Regions from separate parts of the Podarcis muralis genome. Here region 2 is linked to region 1. Evidence: chromatin contacts called from public Hi-C data. All regions are on one chromosome and are shown on one strand. The core of a region is the stretch at or near the end of the contact, and the rest is flanking DNA. Distances in the headings are between cores, read along the strand shown. Region 1 holds the start of UBL4A (ubiquitin like 4A). Region 2 holds the start of FAM50A (family with sequence similarity 50 member A).

Evidence for each region. A called contact is a pair of places that touch in the nucleus more often than the background predicts.
Region 2: a Hi-C map of blood shows a contact between it and region 1, with 6 times the contacts expected there. The contact joins the promoter of FAM50A here to the promoter of UBL4A in region 1. A contact is called at or near these places in 2 of 3 Hi-C or Micro-C datasets (blood and tail).

Annotation. Positions count from the first base shown.
Region 1 is chr17:37,703,587-37,708,628 of rPodMur119.hap1.1, forward strand. It overlaps UBL4A (ubiquitin like 4A), which reads left to right and starts at 2,257. Exons shown (of 4, transcript XM_028711648.2): 1 at 2,257-2,392. The coding sequence starts at 2,345. It overlaps LOC144325976, which reads right to left and starts at 2,108. Exons shown (of 3, transcript XM_077921350.1): 1 at 1,918-2,108.
Region 2 is chr17:37,980,003-37,985,200 of rPodMur119.hap1.1, forward strand. FAM50A (family with sequence similarity 50 member A) reads right to left here and starts at 1,371. Exons shown (of 12, transcript XM_077921667.1): 1 at 1,266-1,371; 2 at 36-160. The coding sequence starts at 146. It overlaps GDI1 (GDP dissociation inhibitor 1), which reads right to left. Exons shown (of 11, transcript XM_028711726.2): 11 at 3,611-5,182. The coding sequence ends at 5,030.

The sequences.
Region 1 (5,042 bases), core at 1,007-3,506:
TTATTTATTTATTTATTTCCTTGCCTTTTCCCCTGATGGGACTCGTGCATGAAAACTTTAAAAAGAAGCACCTGCCTGGCCAGCAAAAAGAGCAGACGGCTTGTAAAGGCAAAATTATAGATATGATATGCTTTCACAAATTAGAACCACCAGTTTGGTAGGCAAGCCCACTGAACGTGCGGTGGTGTGTGTGTGTCAGGGACCCCTTTGTATTTTTTTGTTTTTGGAAGGGGGAAAAAAAACTCAACACGTTTTGCTCTCTCCATAGCAGAGGAAAGAAAGCCGGGACCAACCTACTGAACTTCATCCTTAGTGTTTTATAGACACATGACAGACACATGATGTAAAGGAGTGTCAGCTTGGCCCTGCGACTGTGGGTGCCCACAGCGTCCATGGTCCTGGCACTGAAATTTGTAGGTTCCCAGCCCCTCCACGGGGAATTTTGTGGGTGCTCCCACGGCCCCAGGAAGTTGGCACCTCTGTGAGCGAGCATGCCGAGAGAGAGAGAGCGACACAGCAACATTTTCTAGCTTCTTTTGTGCTTTCTTTGAGAGGCGGCACACAGGCCCAGACAGAGGGGGGGGGCCATATGGGCCACTTGGCCCGGCCCTCCGATTCCAAAGGGGGTCTCGGTCAGCATATTTATCTATATTTTCCATTTGGTCTTTATATGCAGATACGGCTCAAGCCTTGAAATAAAATTATTTGTCAGCATAACTTTTTGCGAAAATTATTTATATACTTATTATTTATAAGACTTCAGTTATCCCCAGGGTAAAAAAAAGGGGGGGCACGTTATCTACCTGGCTCGGGCCTCTGCCTGGCTCTGCAAGGCCCTGGCGGCACAACTACGGTATTTATTTCAAAGCACTTCAACGAAGGAAAGCTTTGAGTCCGCCTGGATTTCGGCCTTTTATATTGCCTCCTCCCCTTCATGGATCACTGCCTTGCCGTGGCGAAGGGGCTTGAAGAACTCAGAGAAGCTATGAACTACGCCGAGCAGGGCACACAAGATGAACAGGTCATAGTGGAGAGTTTCGACCAAACGTGATCCACCTGGAGGAGGAACTGGCAAGCCACTCCAGTATCCTTGCCAAGAAAACTCCATGGACAAAGACGACAGGCATATAAAAGTTAAGACGCCTGCTTCTTGGGAGAAGGGCAATGACAGGCCTAGACAGCATCTTGAGAAGTAGAGACATCACCTTGCCAACAAAGGTCTGTATAGTTAAAGCCATGGTTTTCCCAGTAGTGATGTATGGAAGTGAGAGCTGGACCATAAAGAAGGCTGATCGCCGAAGAATTGATGCTTTTGAATTCTGGTGCTGGAGGAGACTCTTGAGAGTCCCATGGACGGCAAGAAGATCAAACCTCTCCATTCTGAAGGAAATCAGCCCTGAGTGCTCACTGGAAGGACAGATCCTGTAGCTGAGGCTCCAATACTTTGGCCATATCATGAGAAGAGAAGACTCCCTGGAAAAGACCCTGATGTTGGGAAAGATGGAGGGCCCAAGGAGAAGGGGACGACGGAGGACGAGATGGTTGGACAGTGTTCTCGAAGCTACCAGCATGAGTTTGACCAAACTGCAGGAGACAGTGGAAGACAGGAGTGCCTGGCGTGCTCTGGTCCATGGGGTCACGAAGAGGAGGACACAACAAAACGACTAAACAACAAAATATCGCCTCCTGTTCATTTCTACTGATTTCGCCCCGCGCTTGGCAGATTTTAAGGGCCGCGATCTACAACCTGAAATCAATTAATCAACTAATTAATTTCATAAAATTTACACACCTCACAAACCCTCAAAGCGGTTTACAAAAAGATAAAACAACAGAATCAGGGGGGGGGGACTCACAACCCTACTTCAAAACATACACAAGTTAAAATACCGAAAATGAAAATGAAAATAAAATTACCTTCGCTTTCTAAGCATCTTATTAAAGTCTCTCAGGCTGCGGCCCCCGCGACCCCCAGTCTCCCTTATTCCCGCTCTACCCCACCTCCACTCTATGGTTAATCACTCCCGGGCACGTGAGCCTTTGCATCATAGAGTTTCATATGACGTGGAAAGAGGTTGGGTTTCGCTGCGTCCACCAGTTTCCGGTCTTCTCGGACGTTGCGCTCCTCCTACAGACTCAAGTTCCGCCTCTCTGGCCGCTTTCTCTCTCTGACAGCTTCAGTGCGCGTGCGGCCCCCGTCGAGATGAGAGGCCTCCGCGTCTTCCTTTCGCCTACGTAACTTCCCTTCGCCGCGCCGCTCTGCCTTCCGGACAGCTTCTTCCTCGCGTGTCTATGGTTCAGTTAAAGGGGCCGCTTCTGGCTTTCCGAGCTGCGGGGTCCCGAGATGCTGCTGACGGTGAAGGCGCTCCAGGGCCGGGAATGCAGCCTCCAGGTATCCCTCCTGCTGCTGCTCCCGGGCGGTGGGGCGCTGAGTCAGGGGCCGAGGCCCGAGCTGGGTGTGGGCTGCTGCCTGGGTGTAGCCCTCGCCCGCCCCAAGCCCAGAGGAGCCACCGGGAGGACCTGGCCTGGAGGAAGGAGGCCGAGGGCGGCGGGAGCGGGTGGGGGGCCGGAGGGCAGCGAGGGGTCCCTTCCAGGATGAAGAGAGCACAGCAGAGGTTGTATTTTCTGAGAATCCTCCGGAAAAACGATCTCTCAGAGGACCTGCTGATGGCATTTTACCATTGTACACTCTGGAGAGTGTATTAACTTATGGTCTGTGTGTGTGGTTTGGGAGCTGCACGGTCAGGGGGGAAACAATGCTGTCCAGGGTTGTAAAGACTGCGGAGAGAATAATTGGGTGCACTCTTCCCACCTTGGATCAAATCTATGATTCCAGGTGCCATAAGAAAGCTGCAGAGATAGTGCAGGACAGTGCGCACCCCGGAAATGATCTCTTTCAGCTTCTGGAAGAAGGTACAGGGCTATAAAGACTAGGACTAGCCACCTGAGAAACAGTTTCTATTCAAATGCAATTTTGGTTTTAAACACAGTGTAAGGCAGTCTCTAAAGGAGTGTATTGTATTTAATTATGGAGTATCAGAGTTTTTAGGGGACTAACAAGGCTGGGATAGCAGGCTTGTTGGGTTTTGAATGTTTGATGTAGATTTTTTCAATTTCGTTGTTCTGTATGGGACAATGACAATAAAAATTATCATATTGTATAGATGGCTGTGAAGGGATCTCATGCACTCAGGGGGTGGGGGCTCCTGGGCAGATCTGACACCTCCCGGCCCTCAGCTGTTTCTCCTGCTGCCTTTTCCTTTCTCTGTTTACAAAGTCGAATTCAGCTCTGCTGCTGGAATATTTATTTTCATAGAACGGTAGAGTTGGAAGGGACCCCCAGGGTCGTCATGCTCCTCTCAGTCTCCTCTTCTCCAGGCTAAACATACTCAGCTCCTTCAACCGTTCTTCATAAGGCTTGGTTTCCAGACCCTTGAGCCTCTTGGTCTCCCCCCTCTGCGCATGTTCCAGCTTGTCAAATATACTTCTTAAATTACGCTGCACAGAACTGGACACAGTATTCCAGGCGTAGTCTGACCAAGGCAAAATAGAGTGGTAGTATTGCTTCATTTCGTAAAATGTGTACACAGCTTGGTTGTAAAAGAGAAACAAACCAAAAACCTCAAAAATACAAAACGGCAGAATCAAGTTAAAATGCTAAAACGGATTAAAAGTGGCATCAGCTTCTAAGTATCTGGGTGGGGTAGGCTTGTCTAAACAGCTTGTACCTATTTGAGATCAAGCAGGAGCCCTCACTGCACCAAAAGGAGTACAGTGAGGGCTCCTGCTTGATCTCAATAGGCAGGGAGTTCCAAAGTGCAGGCGTGGGCATGCTAAACAGCCAAGTTCTTACAAATGTGGAATGGGTACGGCACCTGTAGTAGTGCCAATTCCATCCATTGGATGAGTTGATTAGGGTAACACAATCTTATAGGTAAACTGGTCCTAAGTTCTTAAGGGCTTTATAGTGTCTGCTATTGCTAGGGCTCACGCCCAGGATCTGGATAGAGGAAGGTAAGTGTTTCTAACCATGCATTCTGTGCCTTCCCTTCGCAGGAAAGTAACCACATGCCTTTGGGTCAGGGTTAAGGGCTCTTAATACAAGGTTGGGCTACCTGGGGAGTTGGGAGACCAGCAACATTTGGAGGGTCAGAGGTTCCCCATCCCTGATTTAGCACATTTATACCCCTCTTTTTTTCCATAATGCTCAAAGCAGACCAGACCCAAACCACCTCAGCTTCAGCAAGTGGTTGCATCATGTGGGAGGGTTGTACTCGTGTTCTGTTTGCAAACTTCCCACAGGCATCCGGTTAGTCACTTTGGAAACAGAATGCCGGACTAGATGGTTCTTTATCCGATCCGTCAAGGTTCCTCTTGTGCTTTTATATTCCCTCAGATTGTACCTTGAAAAAAGATTACTTCCTTCCAAGGTTGGAACATCCAGTAATGTTAGAAGTACATAAAAATGTATTTCATTTTTCATTAATCTCAAGTGATTTAACAGTAAAAAAAATCAACAACTAAGACAGTTTCTCATATAAGAGCAAAACAATCTCCACTTAAAAGAACTGTTGAAAAACCAGAAGGTCTTCAGCAACACCAAAAAGACAATAGAGATGGTGTCTGTCTGATATGCAGTGGGAGGGAGTTCCAAAGGATAGATGCTGCCACACTAAGAACTCAATTCCTACATTGTATGGAACGGACCTCTTGCTGAGATAAGTGTTTGCTACTACAGCGTGCAGTAGTTGGTTGGCTATATAAAGGGTGAGATGGTCTTTTAGGTATCCTGGTCCCAAGCTATATAGAAGGCTTTGAATACCAGGACCAACACATTGAACTTAATGTGCATTGCTCTTCCTAAGCATTGCACACGCATGAACATTGTCGTTCTTATAACAATTGCTTAAGGCTTCCCTGTATTTATAAAAATATCAATAAATGATAATAGTATTATTGTCATGTTACAGCTGGGGGAACAGACTTTCAGTGGTTTCAAGGGAAAACAGAGATTTTAACTATGAATTTCCAGTTCATACCTT
Region 2 (5,198 bases), core at 121-2,620, 280 kb after region 1:
CATCTTGCCCCTTAGGAGCTTCTGCTTCCTTTCACCTCAGCAATCCGTTGCCTCATCTGTTCCATATGTTCCCGCTGCCTCTCCCTCTTCTTCATCAGCTGGAGTGCCCGGCCAGCCTCGCTGGCAGCTCCTTTGTATTGCGCCATGGCTGTAGATGGACCTGTGAGGCAAAAATAAAAATCCCCACATAGACATGAATGTATGAAGCAGCAGCTTTATAACAAGCAACCATTGGCTCTTGACTAATTATTTAGTCATTTCATAAGATTTATACACTGCTTGCTTATAAAACAAAAACAAAACAACAACCTCAAAGGTTGTTACAGGAAGACAAAACAATAAAATTAAGAAAAAATTACAACACTACTTTAAAAGCTACATAAGTTGAAATACCAAGAGATTAAAACTACTTTAGCCTGGCTCTCCTTCCTTGAAGGTTTTTAAACAGAGGTTGGTTAGCCCTCTGTCATGGATGCTTTAGCGGAGATTCCTGCATTGCAGGGGGTTGGACTAGAATCAGGGGTGGCCAACTCCCAAGAGACAGCGATCTACTCACAGAGTTAAAAACTGGCAGTGATCTACCCCCTTTTTTGGGTTCAAGTCAAAGTTGTTGAGCTTCTTTGGGGGGAGCCAGTGATCTACCACAGACGTCCAGTGATCTACCAGTAGATCACAATCTACCTGTTGAACGTGCCTGGACTAGATGATGGTCCCTCCTAACTCTTAAGATTCTATGGATAGCTCAGTTGGTTAGAGCCTGGAGCTGATAACGCCAAGGTTGCAGGTTCGATCCCCGTCTGGGACAGCTGCACAGGAGGCTGGACTAGATGCTACTGTCTAGAATATGATTCTGCTGCAACTTTCTAACCATCTGGGCAGAGTTAGGGAATGTTTCTAAGCAGGCGCCGAAGAGAGCGCAGCGAAGGCGCCTGCTTGATCAATCGGCAGGGAGTTCCAAAGTGCAGGCGCTGCCCGCACTAACCGGCCGGGATGTTGCGCCTGCGGGCTCGCAGCGTCCCTAAAGAGATTTCCCGGCCTCGTTATCCAGAATCCTTCCAAGCGGGCTCGTGAGGGCGTGGGGGGCTGGCTCTACCACAGACCCCCCAGCTCTGCCCCTCGAGCGGCAGCTGCACCCAGCGCGGCAAAGGCTGCTGCCCGGAGAGCAGGAGCAGGCGAGGGGGAAGAACCTGGACGGCTGAGGGAGGGCCTCGGATCCGGCCGGGGAAAGAGGGGCGCGCAAATGGAGGGGCCCGGCGCGGCCTTGCCTGGTCAGGAGAAGGAGCCCCCGCTGATTCCGCCTCTCCTTTCTCCAGCCGCAGATCCCACCAGCTGCCTTACCTACGTCACTCGCGAGCGGAACTTCCGGCAGGGGGGAAAACCGGAGCCGCCCGCTATTGGCTAAGTTCCGCTCTGGCCCGCGGCATCACTATGGTGGAAGCCCTGTCGCGATGAAGCGTCTTCCGGAAACTCGCTCAGGGAGGAGCCAGTGCGCGGGACCCATTTCCGGTTCCGCGAATGGCGACGACGCGGAGTCAGCGCCCCCTAGAGGGCCGACGGAAACGGTGTGGGTTATTGATCCCTTGTGTCTCTGGAGGACTCGGAGGGAAGGAACGCGCTTGAGACAAAGGCGTGCAGTGCGAGCCTGTGAATACATTTACTCAGAAGTAAGCCCCATTGAACTCAGTGAGGCTTACTCCCAGCTGTATAAGATCGTAGCCTGTATAGTCTTTCCCCCATTGCCCTCCCTGGTCCTGCTGGCTAGGGATGAGAGAAGTTGGAGTCCAACAACAGCTGGAACATCCTCCCTCCCCAAGGTTGGGAAAGGCTGGTTTGGCAGTCAGCCTGCAGAAAGCCCCGTTTTCTTTTTTAGTTTGCAGGGTGAAATACAGCACCCCCCTCTCCTTGCATCTAGCTGCAGTTATTTTATGCCCTTCAGAGTTGTCACACCTATCTGTTAATCGCTTTTCTTGCAAATTTGGAAGTGACTAATATAAAAATCAATGAAAACCAACAATAAAAACACAACTTGGGACAAGCTTTTTGGGGTGTTGGGGAAGGCAATATGATGCTTCCAGTTCTTCCAGAGTACTACAGGAAAGAAGACTTGCAAATCCTGTGCCCTCAAAACTTATTACATGGTGTAGAAATTAAACAAGTTAAATCTTTCCCTGCGCATCTCAAGTCTGTTGAATTTTTGTCTTTTAAAGGTACAGACATCCCAACAGAAAAGGGATTTGAAGCCTGCAGGATGTGTTCCCTTGCCTTCATTTAAAAAAACCCAAAAAATAGAATGTACTTTTCAGAGTACTGCAATGAAAACGTCAACCTTCTCTGTACCTGGAAACTATACCCTTCAGAAACTTACAATTTCTAGCACCCTTAAACTTCTCAGGATTCTTTCAGGGAAGCCATGTACTTTAAATGGATGGTGTAGATGTGACCAGTTTTATTTAAATGTTCTGACTGCATTTACAGTGATTTCTGCGTACTTCTACCACACTTGCCCAGATGTGGAGAATTCTGCAATTGGCAGCTGGGAGTGAGACCTGTGTGGATATCCTTTTTAAAAGATATTAGTTTGAAACCTCTTCTGTTTAGAATTGTCCACCTTTCTAAATATTGTAAACAATATTTTCATTCTACTTGAGTTGGCTCTGCAGCTCAACAGGAAATAAGCGGTGCCCTCTAAATTCTTCAATATGTAAATTTCACAGTATCTGCCCAAAAGGTTTATCCATATATGAACTGACCCAGACCCTGCAATCCTCATCTGAGGCTCTTCTTCATGTCCCTGCTCCACAAGAGTCAGAGATTTCTTCTAGGGCCTTTTAATGATCATTGCTCTAGTATGACAGAAGCACTGTGCTAGAGGGAGAATAAAAACCAGCACTCTTACTGTAAAGAGAGGCTCCCTGAGGGCAGAATTGCAGAGAAGGCCTAAGAACTCTTCACCAATTCTTCCCTGCAAGTACTGCTCCTGTCCCCATATTATTTTGGCAAACAGGGTTTCTGCTCCAAGAGGAAAGGGTCATAAATTAACTGAGCCAAAAGGTCTTAGCCCAAGGTAGATGAGAGGTAAATGCATTATGCCCAAATATGTGCCACACTTCTAGATACATATTAAGGGTCGTATTTTGCTAAACCCTGCACTTATCTGCTTTCAGATCTTGGTGACACACAGGGAGACTGGGGGAAGTTTGAATAATCTGATCAATTCCAACAGTTGGCTCCCTAAAACAGCAATTCTTCATTTCCTTGCTTAACTCTAAATTCTTGAAAAAATGACACTGAGCAGTAGAAAAAAAGCAGATGAGATGGAAGTCTGTAACCAGAGTTAAGCTGTGCAGGTTAAAACAAAATTCAAGTTTCATGGTTCACAAGGCGCTGGGCTCTGCATTGGAATTCATTTCCAAAAAGATTAAGCCACAAAGGCCAGGCTGTGGGACTTCTCCAACATTCTCATTATGCCATGTCTCACATGAGGTTTTTCATCCATCTCCTGAGTTTAACATGGTCTTTCTCTACAAAAGCCTCCCTTCTCTACTTAGGAGGCGGCCTAAACGTGACCCCTCTCATTCCCACGGTGGTGGTACCAGACAAGAGCCAGAGCTAGACTAAGTGAATTTATTACTTTGAGACAATTGAGCAGCTGTGGGGTGGAGGGAGGTGACCCCTCATATCCCACTAGAGTTACAGACAGATTGTTAACCATAAAGCCAGCTTTGGCAGGAAGGAAGCCTCTGACACAAAACAGACCCCAGGCCTTTTTGCTCATGCCAGGGCCTAACCGCCCCCATCCAAACCTCGTTAATTATCAGGTGTGTCAACAAAAGTTTGACCTGCTTCATTAATAAGTTACAATAAGTTACAGCAGGTGGCAGCAAGTGGAAGGGGACAGAACCACCACCCTGTCCCTATGTCCAGCACACGAGAGACACATACACACACACACGCACACACAAATCTTCCCCCACTTTAGGCTAAAGTAACTAAGAGGGAATTGAGGGGACAAAATGGACACAAGACAAACAAAGAGGCCTGTGAGAACCTGAAGTGGCAATGTGGGGGAGGGGAGGGACTGGCCAGAGGGACAGCATGTGTGGAAAGAGGCGGTTCAGAGGGGCCCTTCACGCCCCCCCAAATCCTGTAGTGCTAGTCATTCCAGCCTCTTCTCAGCATACAGAAATGAAGATTCACACCATGATCATGATAAATATGGGAAGGAAGGAGGGCTGCGTTATATGTAAGCGAGGGGAGGAATGTCTGTCACAAGTGAAGCAAGCAAGCTAATTCACCGGGATCAGAACTGGAAAAAGGGAGGGGGGAATTGTGAGGCACAGAAAATAACATGGGAGCTGAGAGGAGAGAGGAGGGCAAAGTGGAAGAGATGAGGAAAGTTTGAGATTAGCAGCAGGAACAAAGGCCAAACTGCATGCTCCATGCAATTACATGCCTTTAAACCCCTGGTGTCTGCTGCTTCTAGGAACAGATTTGTGATGGGGCAACTTGAAGTGGAAAAGTGACTAGTGTGCTTACTTCTGCCCGCTTTCAGATGTGTGTTTATCCTTACAAACATGCAGAGGGAAGGAGCTGCAGCAGAAGAGAGTGCCAAATCACCCAAGCCTGCTTTTTCCTAGAAGTTGGTAGCCAGCAGAGGTTAAATGCATGCAATTGAATACAATACAAATCCCTGTTCTGTAAGAGAATGGGTCCCCAAAGAATTTCAGCTGCACCAACTCTGATGCAACCTCAGTTGTTGGGAGAGGGGGGAGGGGTCTTTCTCTTGTGAGCAGAAAGATATGAGATGGAGTGGAAAAATAAACTAGGAATGTCTTTTCTCCCTGCGGATTAAGGGGAATGGTCACAATTAAGAGAAATCAATCATAGCTGAATGACTATCTGGAAGAGCCAGTCTCAGATGAGGTGTGGGGTAAAGCCAGTCCCTAGTGGGAGTATGGTCCCTTGCATGGGGAAAACCCAGGGGGAGGGAGGATGGGGAGGGGAGGGGAGAGAAAGAAAAGGGGAGTAGTCACTGCTCATCCTCGCCAAAGACATCATTCTGGCGCCGTTTCATGCTCTCAAAGTCAAAGGGAGCCCCTGCCATGCGCCGGTAAATGTCTTTGATGTCGTCGCATGTTGTCTCAAAGTGGGTGGTGGCATCATATGACCGTGAGCAGAATACCTGCAGGGGAAACAGA